3 separate regions of the Mus musculus genome follow, and all the other regions are linked to region 1. Evidence: chromatin contacts called from public Hi-C data. All regions are on one chromosome and are shown on one strand. The core of a region is the stretch at or near the end of the contact, and the rest is flanking DNA. Distances in the headings are between cores, read along the strand shown. Region 1 has its middle 140 kb from the start of Gm23529. Region 2 overlaps Hdac9 (histone deacetylase 9). Region 3 overlaps Hdac9 (histone deacetylase 9).

The links. A called contact is a pair of places that touch in the nucleus more often than the background predicts.
Region 2: a Hi-C map of the N1E-115 cell line shows a contact between it and region 1, with 3 times the contacts expected there. The contact joins two enhancer-like sites.
Region 3: a Hi-C map of the N1E-115 cell line shows a contact between it and region 1, with 3 times the contacts expected there. The contact joins two enhancer-like sites.

What each region holds. Positions count from the first base shown.
Region 1 is chr12:33,591,748-33,595,023 of GRCm38.p6, forward strand. No RefSeq gene overlaps it. Among named protein-coding and RNA genes, the nearest start is that of Gm23529, 140 kb to the left of the region's middle. Within about 2 kb of position 1,469, at least 24 of the 459 cell types and tissues checked have an H3K27ac peak or open chromatin away from gene starts, as enhancers often do. A contact at or near this core is called in the N1E-115 cell line, where this site is marked.
Region 2 is chr12:34,268,608-34,272,212 of GRCm38.p6, forward strand. All of the region lies in intron 18 of Hdac9 (histone deacetylase 9), which reads right to left. Among named protein-coding and RNA genes, the nearest start is that of Gm51984, 55 kb to the left of the region's middle. Within about 2 kb of position 1,699, at least 20 of the 459 cell types and tissues checked have an H3K27ac peak or open chromatin away from gene starts, as enhancers often do. A contact at or near this core is called in the N1E-115 cell line, where this site is marked.
Region 3 is chr12:34,345,762-34,349,376 of GRCm38.p6, forward strand. All of the region lies in intron 14 of Hdac9 (histone deacetylase 9), which reads right to left. Among named protein-coding and RNA genes, the nearest start is that of Gm51984, 130 kb to the left of the region's middle. Within about 2 kb of position 1,655, at least 4 of the 459 cell types and tissues checked have an H3K27ac peak or open chromatin away from gene starts, as enhancers often do. A contact at or near this core is called in the N1E-115 cell line, where this site is marked.

The DNA.
Region 1 (3,276 bases), core at 219-2,718:
TCTTCTGATTTCTAAGCTTTATCATGCAGATTCTTAGATCACTTCAAGCCGTTGGCAGAAACAGCCTATTCTTGTAGCAAAGTGGAGCACTTTTCACAAGTTTGTATTGCAGAGAGGGATTCTAATTAAAAAAAAAAAAAAACCCTCTGTGGCTGCATGTGGACTTTTTAGGATAAAATAGGTTCCTGGAGGACTTAGCTACATCTGTGTTGACCTTGGTAATTGAATCCTTGCTGCTGAGTAATACCCAATGCCCCACGGTGTTGCACTAATTCAGGATCTGCTCAATTAAAAGGACTTTCTTTAATTCCCCGAATAAGCACTTGCAGAATCATGGAGGAGAAACCTAGAAAGTGATGAGATTGATGTGTGGCTGACCCCTCAAAATCCAGCAAAAACATTCAAGTCACCTGCTCTCTGCACTCTTTTACTTTTTTCAGACTGAGGAAGAACAAGGTGTCCAGAAATCTGAGAGACTTTTCCAAAGACCTCTGAAGCTGTGATCGCTAAGGAAGGGGGATGCGTTATTAAAAAACCACAACCGAAGCAATGATTTTTTTTTCCCCTATTCAGAAACAGTACTGAGTTTGCCAGCAGCTAGGCGGGACAGCTTTTTAGGCAAGGCCAGGACTCTCTAAGAACAATCTTTGTTTCTAAACAGAAAGGATTTTGTCTTCTCGAGGCAGGAAACCCAATGCAGAGCTTATGCAGAGATATATTTTCCACCATGTGGCCTGGACAATAAACACGGGTCTTTTGATCTGTGTAGCAATACTGGTGGAGCTGGAGTTCTGAGAGCAGAGAAATGGGAAACAAATCTGCCAGAGGTGAGTCTGTGCCCTGGGGTTCTTTTGCATGGCTAAAGTTCACCAAGGAAAGCCAGGGAGATTTCAAATAAACATGTCTAAAGGGGTCGTAAAAATCTCAACCAGCCTGATAGCTTAAATCCCTAATGTCAAAACACAGAAACGCATGGCCAGCGTCACATGAAACTTCTTTGCCCTCAGGTTTATAAATTAAATCTGCTTCAGACTCCTATTTTTTACAAGGATACGGGTCTAAGTGCCCCTCCTCCCCGCCAGCATCTTCTTCCTGCTCAGAATAACAGCTGATTTATCTTCCTCTTAATGCAGGGGGAGTCATTTTGTGACAAAACAACAAAAGAGAGATACTAACGGCGAATCATTTCTAATTTTCATTAGGTCATAGCTATGTGCCGTTGTCACAATACCCGCCATGGCCTTTCAACCCGCTGCTTTAAAAATCTTATCCTAAAAAAATCTCTACAATCCATTATTGTACGCGCTGCCTTCATTTTCACATCAAAATGCCACGGGGAACAGGGCCGGCTTGAGCTGTGTTGAAACAGAACACGTTATTAGGAAACGTGAGTGGGCTGAAGTGGGGCTCCCCGTGGAGCTGGCTTGGCAGAGTTCGAGTGCCCGGCTCAACCTAATATTAGAATTGAGTCATCAGTTTACCCACACAGCAGGGCCTGCACTTTGTACGGCTCCTTCTGAGCACCTCCGCTCCTGACCAAAGCGTCCAGTTTAGGGTCTATAATTAATAACGGAGCGAAAGGAATCCCTCATTTATTTTGAGAAGCGTTTCATTATTCATAAATTCCTCAGTTACTGTTTGATAAATAATAAGACACAAATAAACTCTACCCTATAGAAAGGTGGGTTGTGTGTTCAGTGTGATTTATCTCCAGGAGTGGCCAGAGGCATTCAGGGGAAAAAAAAAAGTAAGCTTGCTCTTTTTCATCCAATAAGAGAAATGTGACTGTCAGAACTTTCATGGGCTACTGCCCCTGCGTTAAAAGGTTGTTTCAAAGATAAAATTCAGTAACTGTTGTGCATCCATATAGAGTACGTTTGACTCATTGTGACCTTTTAATGGTGCAGATTTTATTAAACATCAGGGTCAAAATACGCTAAAGATTCCTTCCTTGCTTTAAGCACTAACAGACAAGTGCAATTTATTTTTATTTTAGTTCACACACTAAATCTAAGAGATACAGGCACCATTTTAAAAGGAAACTCAAAACCAGTAAATAAGATTTTCATTACAGCTTCAGAATGCCCTGGGGATACAACATCAAACAGTCGGGTCCATACTAGAGCACTCTTCTCAAGAGGATATAGCTCCTTATTTAATAATGGGGGTGAGGGTGAGAGAGGGGGCGGTTCAGCAGTTAAAAGCATGCGCTGACTATTCTTGCAGAGGAACTGAGTTCAGCTCCAGGAACACCGAACAGCTTCCAGCCACCTATAACTCCAGCTGCAGGAATCCACAGACTCTGGCCTCTTCTGTCACCTGTGCTCACTGGTGCACACTTACTCGCATAGATAACTTGCACTTTCTATTATTCTTTGTTTTGTTTTTGTTTTTCCTAATTTTATATTACTTTGTTTTTTTCTAAACAATTAACCATCAAATAATTTTCAGTTTACAATTAATTTCCTGTTTTATTTTTCTTACTGCTCTCAGCTACTCTAGTGTTTCTGTTTGTTGTACTCTCTGAATTGTTTTACCTTTTTTTTTTTTTAATTTAGATGCATGCTTAATTTTCACCTATTTGTTCCCCCCTTAGAAGGATTGAGAGTAAGAACTGCGACAGAAGGCTTTCCAATAGTTTTTATTCCTCGGATACAGCACGTACTAATTTCCTGTGAACTCTGGCACGCTCCTCAACTTATTTTCTGTTTTTCAGTGAAACTGCAAGGGAGTGACTTTTTTTTTTTTTTTTTTTTTTTTTTTTTTTTGGTTTTTCGAGACAGGGTTTCTCTGTATAGCCCTGGCTGTCCTAGAACAGAACTCACTTTGTAGATCAGGCTGGCCTCGAACTCAGAAATCTGCTTGCCTCTGCCTCCCGATTGCTGGGATTAAAGGCATGTGCCACCACACCCAGCCGAGAGTGACTTTTAAAACCACTCTGAAATCACCGAGGGCAGCCTGCTTCCCACAGTTCCACTTTACTCATTTAATGTAAATGAAATGGGGCTCCAAATGCAACCTTCTTAGAATTTGCTATTTCAGGTTTCCAATCTTCTTCACGTTGTCCTTGTGCATTCCTTATTCAAATTTTATTGTAGATTTTTATTCGCTTATCGCTTTTAATTGCATCTTCTTTGCATCGAGTGTTTAGTCGGGTTTGAATATTGACATTTCAATACCTTTTACAGGTTTTGATGTATTGTTTATGATCCTAAATATAATAAAAACGATTCTCCACGAGTAGAAACAAGGATACACACTAATACAGAGAATATA
Region 2 (3,605 bases), core at 449-2,948, 680 kb after region 1:
ATATTCAGTTATTCATTGACTTATTTATTTTGCTGTGCTGGGTTTAGAACCCAAAATATGTTCATGCTGGGCAAATCCTCTCCCACCAAGCTATCACCCCAACCCTCGGAATGCCATAATTTTACAGAAAGTTTTACACTTTCTAAAGTAGAGAAGGCAAAATACAGCTTGGATGAACTAACTGGGTTGTTTCCTGTGTAGCCAAGATCAAAGCTTACCCAGGGAGACTCCCCAGGGTAGGGCATTTGGGGATCTGACCTCCAAGTTCAAGGGGGTGTGCCCAAGATTTCAGCTTCTACCTCAGGCAGCCACTAGAGTTGAATAGGAGAAAAAAACAACTAAGGTTTATATTCTTTTCTTATTCTGTCTACCATATCCTTAGTGACTAGAAAGGATTATCTTCTATAAAATTATTGCTGCATAACAGACAGGAACTACAACGTGAATACATATATGTCTGTCAGGATGTAATGACTTGAGAAACCTGAATTTCACAGAGAAAGAACATTCTTTCCAAACTGAACTAATAAAGAATCTTATTTTAGGAAAACACACACAAAACCAAGCAATGCATGTGGAATTGAAGCATTTATATTTTAAGTTAGCCCTAAGATGGCTACTTTACCAAAGCATGTAAGTGAGAATGGCTCCTAACTCTGTGTCTGTCTAACGGCATTTGATGAATTTGTATCTAGAGATTTTCAGACCCCCCCCCCAGGACTTGAAATTATCAGCTTCAAATATACTTTTTAAAGAGATAATTGCAGGGAATCCTCCTATTCCTGTCTAGTGCTATCACCCCTAAGAGCATCATTCACCTAGAGTAAGCAGAGCTTAGGGACTATATTGACACAAATGACATGCACCTCAGGGACCAACCCTCCCACTCTCAAGTCACTCAAACATCCGGCAAGTTCACTCAATGGTCGAAGCTCCAAGGAAAACCGAGATGATACCACTCCCATCATAATGTTGTCGTTAGCTTTAAATTCATCAGAGCAGGAAGCATGTTCAGAAAGTGCAATACAGTGCAGGAGCCCTAAGTACTCAGTAAACGCTAACACACACACACACACACACACACACACACACACACACACACACACACAAAGCTTTGGGTTTGGGGGTCTGACATTACTTTCTACTTAGCAGCACATCAAAGGACAAGAGTCATCTGCGATGACGCTGGAAGCCAGAAACGACCTCCAATCAGAAAGCTCCATGTTTAAGCAACATATGGATCTAGTTCGGCTGGAGTTTCCTGAATGAATGTGGGCCTCTGCAGGCTTTCCAAGCACACTGAACAGCGCTCCATCACTGGCCCTGGAAACAAAGCTAATGGCCTGCAAAGCCGCACGTGATAGAGATTAAGCTACCTGTCCTGAGTGGATGTGATGGTATTTAAACCGGAGAGGGAATGACTTAGAGGAAAGGAATTTAGGCACCGTCTCCTTTGTAGAATCTAAATGTGGCCTGTTGATTTCTTTTGGAAATATTTCCGGAGTTAAATATAATACTACTGTGCCCGTTAACAAAAAGGGTTTCCTGTGAGGTGGGCATAAATAATGTGGTACACGATTGCTGCTTCGACACCTTGAACATTTCATCCTGCAACCCGGGTAATGGAACTCCTCTCCTGGCGCTAAGCAGTTCAGAGAGCTTTGCTGTTCTGCCTTGCTGCTAGGGCCATGGGCATGTCTGAATAATTGAGTTTAAGCTTAAATAATGATCAGATGCCCTTTGAAACCCACTGACAGACACCAGACTCAACAAAGAAGCAGAGGTTTTTCATCACAGAAAAGACTTGGGAGGCATGTTATAGAACAGCTAGCTGCAAATGAAATTAAGCATCTTTTAAATCTTTGAATTCTCTCAGGTAGAGTGACTCTTTTAAAACAGTTATCTACTGTGAGTCAAATATATCTGCACAGAGCATTTTGGTTTGGTGACGTAGAAAGTAAATCTATATTTTTAGGTTGTTAGAGTAATTCTACTTGATTAAATATTTAAATACTCTTTTTAAACTTTTGAATAGCTTATTCTGTCTTAAGCTCTATATGTTGAGTGAACTGGCAGCTACAAATCAAATTCATTCTTTCTTTTTTTTTCCTTCCTTTTTAGTTAAAATTATTACTTTGTTTCATTTAATGGATATTTGAGAAGCTTAATATTTTTCTATTCTGAACTCTTCACTCTTAGGGTTAGATTCAGAAACACTAATAGTTTTGTTTCTGGCCATGGAGACAGAAGGGGGGGGGAGTAGAAAGGTCACAGAAAGGAAAATCTAATTTATTGGCAGTTCCAGTGGAGGATAATAAAGTCAAATGTGTCATCCTATAAATAGCTTTGGGCAGCATCTCACAAGTCAGTGGTAATGCTGGTGTGCCTCCTCAGGGCTACACTTTACCCATTTTAACACTGCACGGTGCATGACTAATTGCTGTTGCAAGAGAAGGATCTGAGCTTTAAAGAGATTAGGCAACTTGAACATAAACAGTTAATAAAAGACCTGTGATATTTCCTAAGTCTGACCTGGTCATCATATTGTTGGAATAGTGTCATCCTCTCTGACAATAACCTCCCTAATGTGTCTGTATTTGGAGACAAGGTCTTTGAAAAGTTCCATAAGGTGGGATCCATTATAAGGGTGTATTGCAAGATGACTGACTTTTTTTTTAAAGGAAAAAAGATACTAGACCAGACACATATGAACAATCAGATGGGCAAAGAAGGCACAAGAATACTGCTACCTGAAACACAAAGCAAGAACCTTCGGGAAAAACTAGACCTGCCAACACTCTCATCTTGAATTTCCCACACTATGAACAGATAACTTTCTTTTTAAGCCACTAGTCTCTATTATTTTGTTATGGCAACTTTAGCTAGACTAACAGAAAGGTGAACTTTACACATACTTTATGCCTGTTTGTCCTGTAACATCCTTATTAGTAATATACTATGACACTTTTTATAAATTCCCTAAGCATAGGAGTGTGGTTGACTTGTTGTAATCATCCTATCTTCAGGACTTGACACATACTAGAGGCTTAATCAATTCTCTTAGGACAGTTAGATGATGAATGTAAGCAAAGCAGTCTTATGCTCATACCTTTAAGGTCAGAATTTTAATGCAACTGAAAATCTATAAGGAGATATATATATATATATATATATAATCTCTCCTATTCAGGTCCTGCAATACATCTGTGATTTAGAGAAGAGCTCCTCTCTCTTCTGTAGGTAGTACAGGCCAGGACTTTAACTCTCACTTGACCATGATTTGTGCTTCACTTTGTATGTCATGACACAGGGTCCTTTCACTAAACCACCTCCATCACACAGTACCTACATATCTGGATACTCTATGGACATGCATCTCCCTTGCCTGCTATACAATTACTTTTTCTAGTATCTGTTTTTAAAAGAGACATACTATCTAGAGTATAAGTCAACTAGATCCCTGCTGATGAGCTAGTGGAAGCCTGATATCTGATCTCTGATGATGAAAAATAAATCTATAAAATCTTAATTTCAAATAAGGGCAATGGTAATACCATTTGTGAACTCCAGAGAAGAGAACTGTTCATGTCTCCTTTTGCTTCTTT
Region 3 (3,615 bases), core at 405-2,904, 750 kb after region 1:
CTTTTACTCTTTCCAATCAATCTACAAAGATGTCGAACAAATATGTACTATGCCAGCCAACAAAGGCTTTGGAAAAATGGCACAGCAGAAAAAATTAGGGAAATACAAGATGTAATTCAAAGTCTGTATTTGCGTTCAACATCTAATGCCCCAAACCCAGAGCATTCCTGTACAAACACATCCCAAAAAATCCCTCTATCTAGATATAAGCCAGAGCATCCCAGTATAAAGACACATCCCAGAGCATCCCTGTATAGAGACACATCCCAGAGCATCCCTGTATACACATAACATGTTTTTCATCTAACTTGACTGTTAGATTCATGCACACCTACAAATGCATTGCACCTGGTATCATCATTTTTTTTCCTACATCAATGAACCTTATTTAGTTTCAGGACTGAGTTTCTTACAGTCACCTTGTTCTACAGATACAGGGCCAAGAAGTCTCAAGTTGTGTGACTTCTTTGACTTAGAATAAATATGAAGCAGCACTTAGGTTGCTAATTATACATATTAATCTTTCCACTAATAACAATCTAAAGTTAGAAGAAGAAGAAGAAGAAGAAGAAGAAGAAGAAGAAGAAGAAGAAGAAGAAGAAGAAGAAGAAGAAGCAAGAAAATTTAAAACTATTTTAATAGATTTGCTTCATTGCTTATTCAAGTGAGAGTAAATGAGACATAGTCAGGGATGAATATCCAAAAATATTTTCCTTTTGTAATACTTCTAAATCACTAAGAAATTCTCTCAAGCATTTGCCCTCTTTGAAGATAAGATTCCATTTGCATAGAGCAGAGGGCCTCTTCAATGTAACATTCATTATCTTGACTCCAAAGTGACTTATGTCAAGATCAAGGAAACCAATCAGGGCAGATACACTCCAGGACACCTTAGAAGCATAAATCAGCCCATCCTCTCACTCTGGACAGTCTTGACCCACCAATGGGATTTGTGAGTCTCTGTTCTGAAACAGGAGGCCAAGTTCCATCATTGTGGCAGCAACTCTCTTCCCTTAGAAGTCCCTCATTGTTGTAAGTAAATAGGATATCCAGAATCAGTTATCTCATGGGCTAATGAAGGTTGGAGATAAACCATTTTGTGACCATTTCATGCCCTCTGAACATTCCCAGGATACTAGCCCTACTGAGTCATTTATCTCATTATGTTAAGAGAGAAAATTAACCCTGAAGAAAATGAGATAGCCCCTTGGGTGTAGGCTAAATGTGGTGTGGGTTTTCTTGTGAGAACAGAGAGACAAAGGAAGGGGTGAAAAGCATCACATTCATTAAGTCATCTGTGACAGTTAACCCTTCACCTGCCACAGCCATGGTTTACCTCTGCAGTGGCACTCTGGTCTCCAAGTGTTGGCATAGTTTAGTCTTGTCTGCCCAACTCTTTGCATGTTCTACCTGTTAGTCACAGGTGTGGCTGAATTGGAAAAGACATCTTTTGGTCTCTATTTCCACGTGCTTGACTTGCTGCTGTGCTCACTTGCAAAATACAAATGTGAAATCTATAATTTATTACAGCACGAGCAATTCAATCTGTTTTGCTTGGACCTCATGTGTGCAATTGGTTCCCGGCATTCCAGGCTGTTTTGCTTTAGTTGGCTACTAGTTTACAACCCTCAATTTCGTTCCCTAAATCTGGGCTTTAAGCAATTTAACTTTACTTTGATTCTGTTCGTCAAAGTAGTTATGGGTTCGCCTCACTGATGCACAGCAACATATGTACTGTGGTTTGCAAAGTGTCATTTTAAGGCAAACGGCAAGATGCAAATGACTCATTGAGTGAGTCCTTAATTTTACATATACTATTGATTGGTATCAGAGGCTGGGCTACTTCTAAAGCCTATGAACAGAGTATTTTGAATAAAGTCATTAAAGTGTTTTTACAGTGCACATTTCTTGTCATTCTTAAATGTGTCCACAGCACACAGACTGTCTGCTCTGTGAGCATCCCCTGCTGGAAAGTGCCTCAGGGTGTACGGCAGCTGGGCCACAAGCAGGGCGCTCTCTCTCTCTCTCTCTCTCTCTCTCTCTCTCTCTCTCTCTCTCTCTCTCTCTCCTTTCCCCTCTCCCTATCTCCTTTCCTTCCCAGGACAATGAGGTAATTTCACTTTTCTTTTTAAAAGTAAAATATGTACTGGGAAAAAAACTGCAAAGCAGGGAACAGAAATATGCAAATATGCCAAAGGTCCCTGTCCATCTATCCTTGCAACACATGTGTGTCAAAAATGATATCATCTTAACTTATTGTCTGTTTCTTTGTGCTCATTATTAGCTGCTATTTAAAAATATATTAGTGTTTATGTTATGCAAATTTTATCAAGTAAAACTGTAATAGCAAAACCACATTAAATATGTAAAAACAATACAGTATATGATGTCATACAAAAAATCATGTGATAGCAGCTACTGAATATGATTGGTTTTAAATACAGACATATATATAGCTCTAATGTAGGATTCTTTTCCTCCAACAAAGTGTAGAACAACAACAAAAGCATTAATTGTCACTATCCAAACAGTGTACTTTCCCCCTTAGGATAAAATGTAAATAAGGATACCAGGCTGGGGCTGGCCACGTCACCGGCAGCTAAGAGCACTTGTTTATGTAGAGGGTGGAGGTTAGATTCCCAACACTCATAATCATGGTAACCATAACCATCATAACCATCATAACCATCATACCCTCAGTTCTAGGGGACCCAACAAGCAGGTTTGTGATGCACACACATGCATGCACATAAAGTAAAACAAATCTAAAAAATGTAAAGGAAGATAGTAGCCTATCAGTTCTGTATACTCTAAACACCACTGTTTATACATAAAATCAGCAAACAAAATGTAGCCATAGCACACTGAAAATGTATGTATACTAACCAGATGCCCGATAGTCTATGGTAGCCCACACAGTATCTTTTTAAAGAGAGACCGCAAGAAATATCAAACTTATTCTAAGATAAATGGGGTTAGACTCAAGTCTTTTCCCCATAGACCATAAAAAAGAAGAAAATATTGTTTATTCTTCAATTTTGTTACCTAAAAGCTAAAATGTGGTGAAATCAAAGCTTATTACTGATGGTCTAGGTCAGTGTTTAAAAATTGTGTTTCACAAAAGAATCACATTTAAAACAGTTCCTTGTGGTTTTATTTTATTTTATTTCTTTCTACTAAGTCAGACCAGGTATAAGAATTTACTGTATGTACGTGCTGTATGTCTCTACAACAGCGGTTTCCAACCTGTGGGTTGCAACTGCTTTTTTTCCACAGGGGTCTCCCAAGACCACCTAAAACACAGCCATTTACATGATGATTCATAAGAGTAAAAAAATTATAGTTATGTAATAGCAACAAAATAATTTTATGGTTGGGGGTCTCTACAACATGAGGAACTAAATTAAAAAGTCACAGCATTAGGACGGTTGAGAACCACTGTTCTATAAGACTCCCACATAGCACAGTTTCCAAAATCCCTCAGACCAGAGAACTTCTCTCTGATGTGTGCTTAGGGATAGCCCACTCCTTTCCAATATGCAGTAAACCAATTGAGCACTAACTCTGCACAAAGACCAAATAGGCCTTCTGTTCTTAATCTCACTCACTACTCCC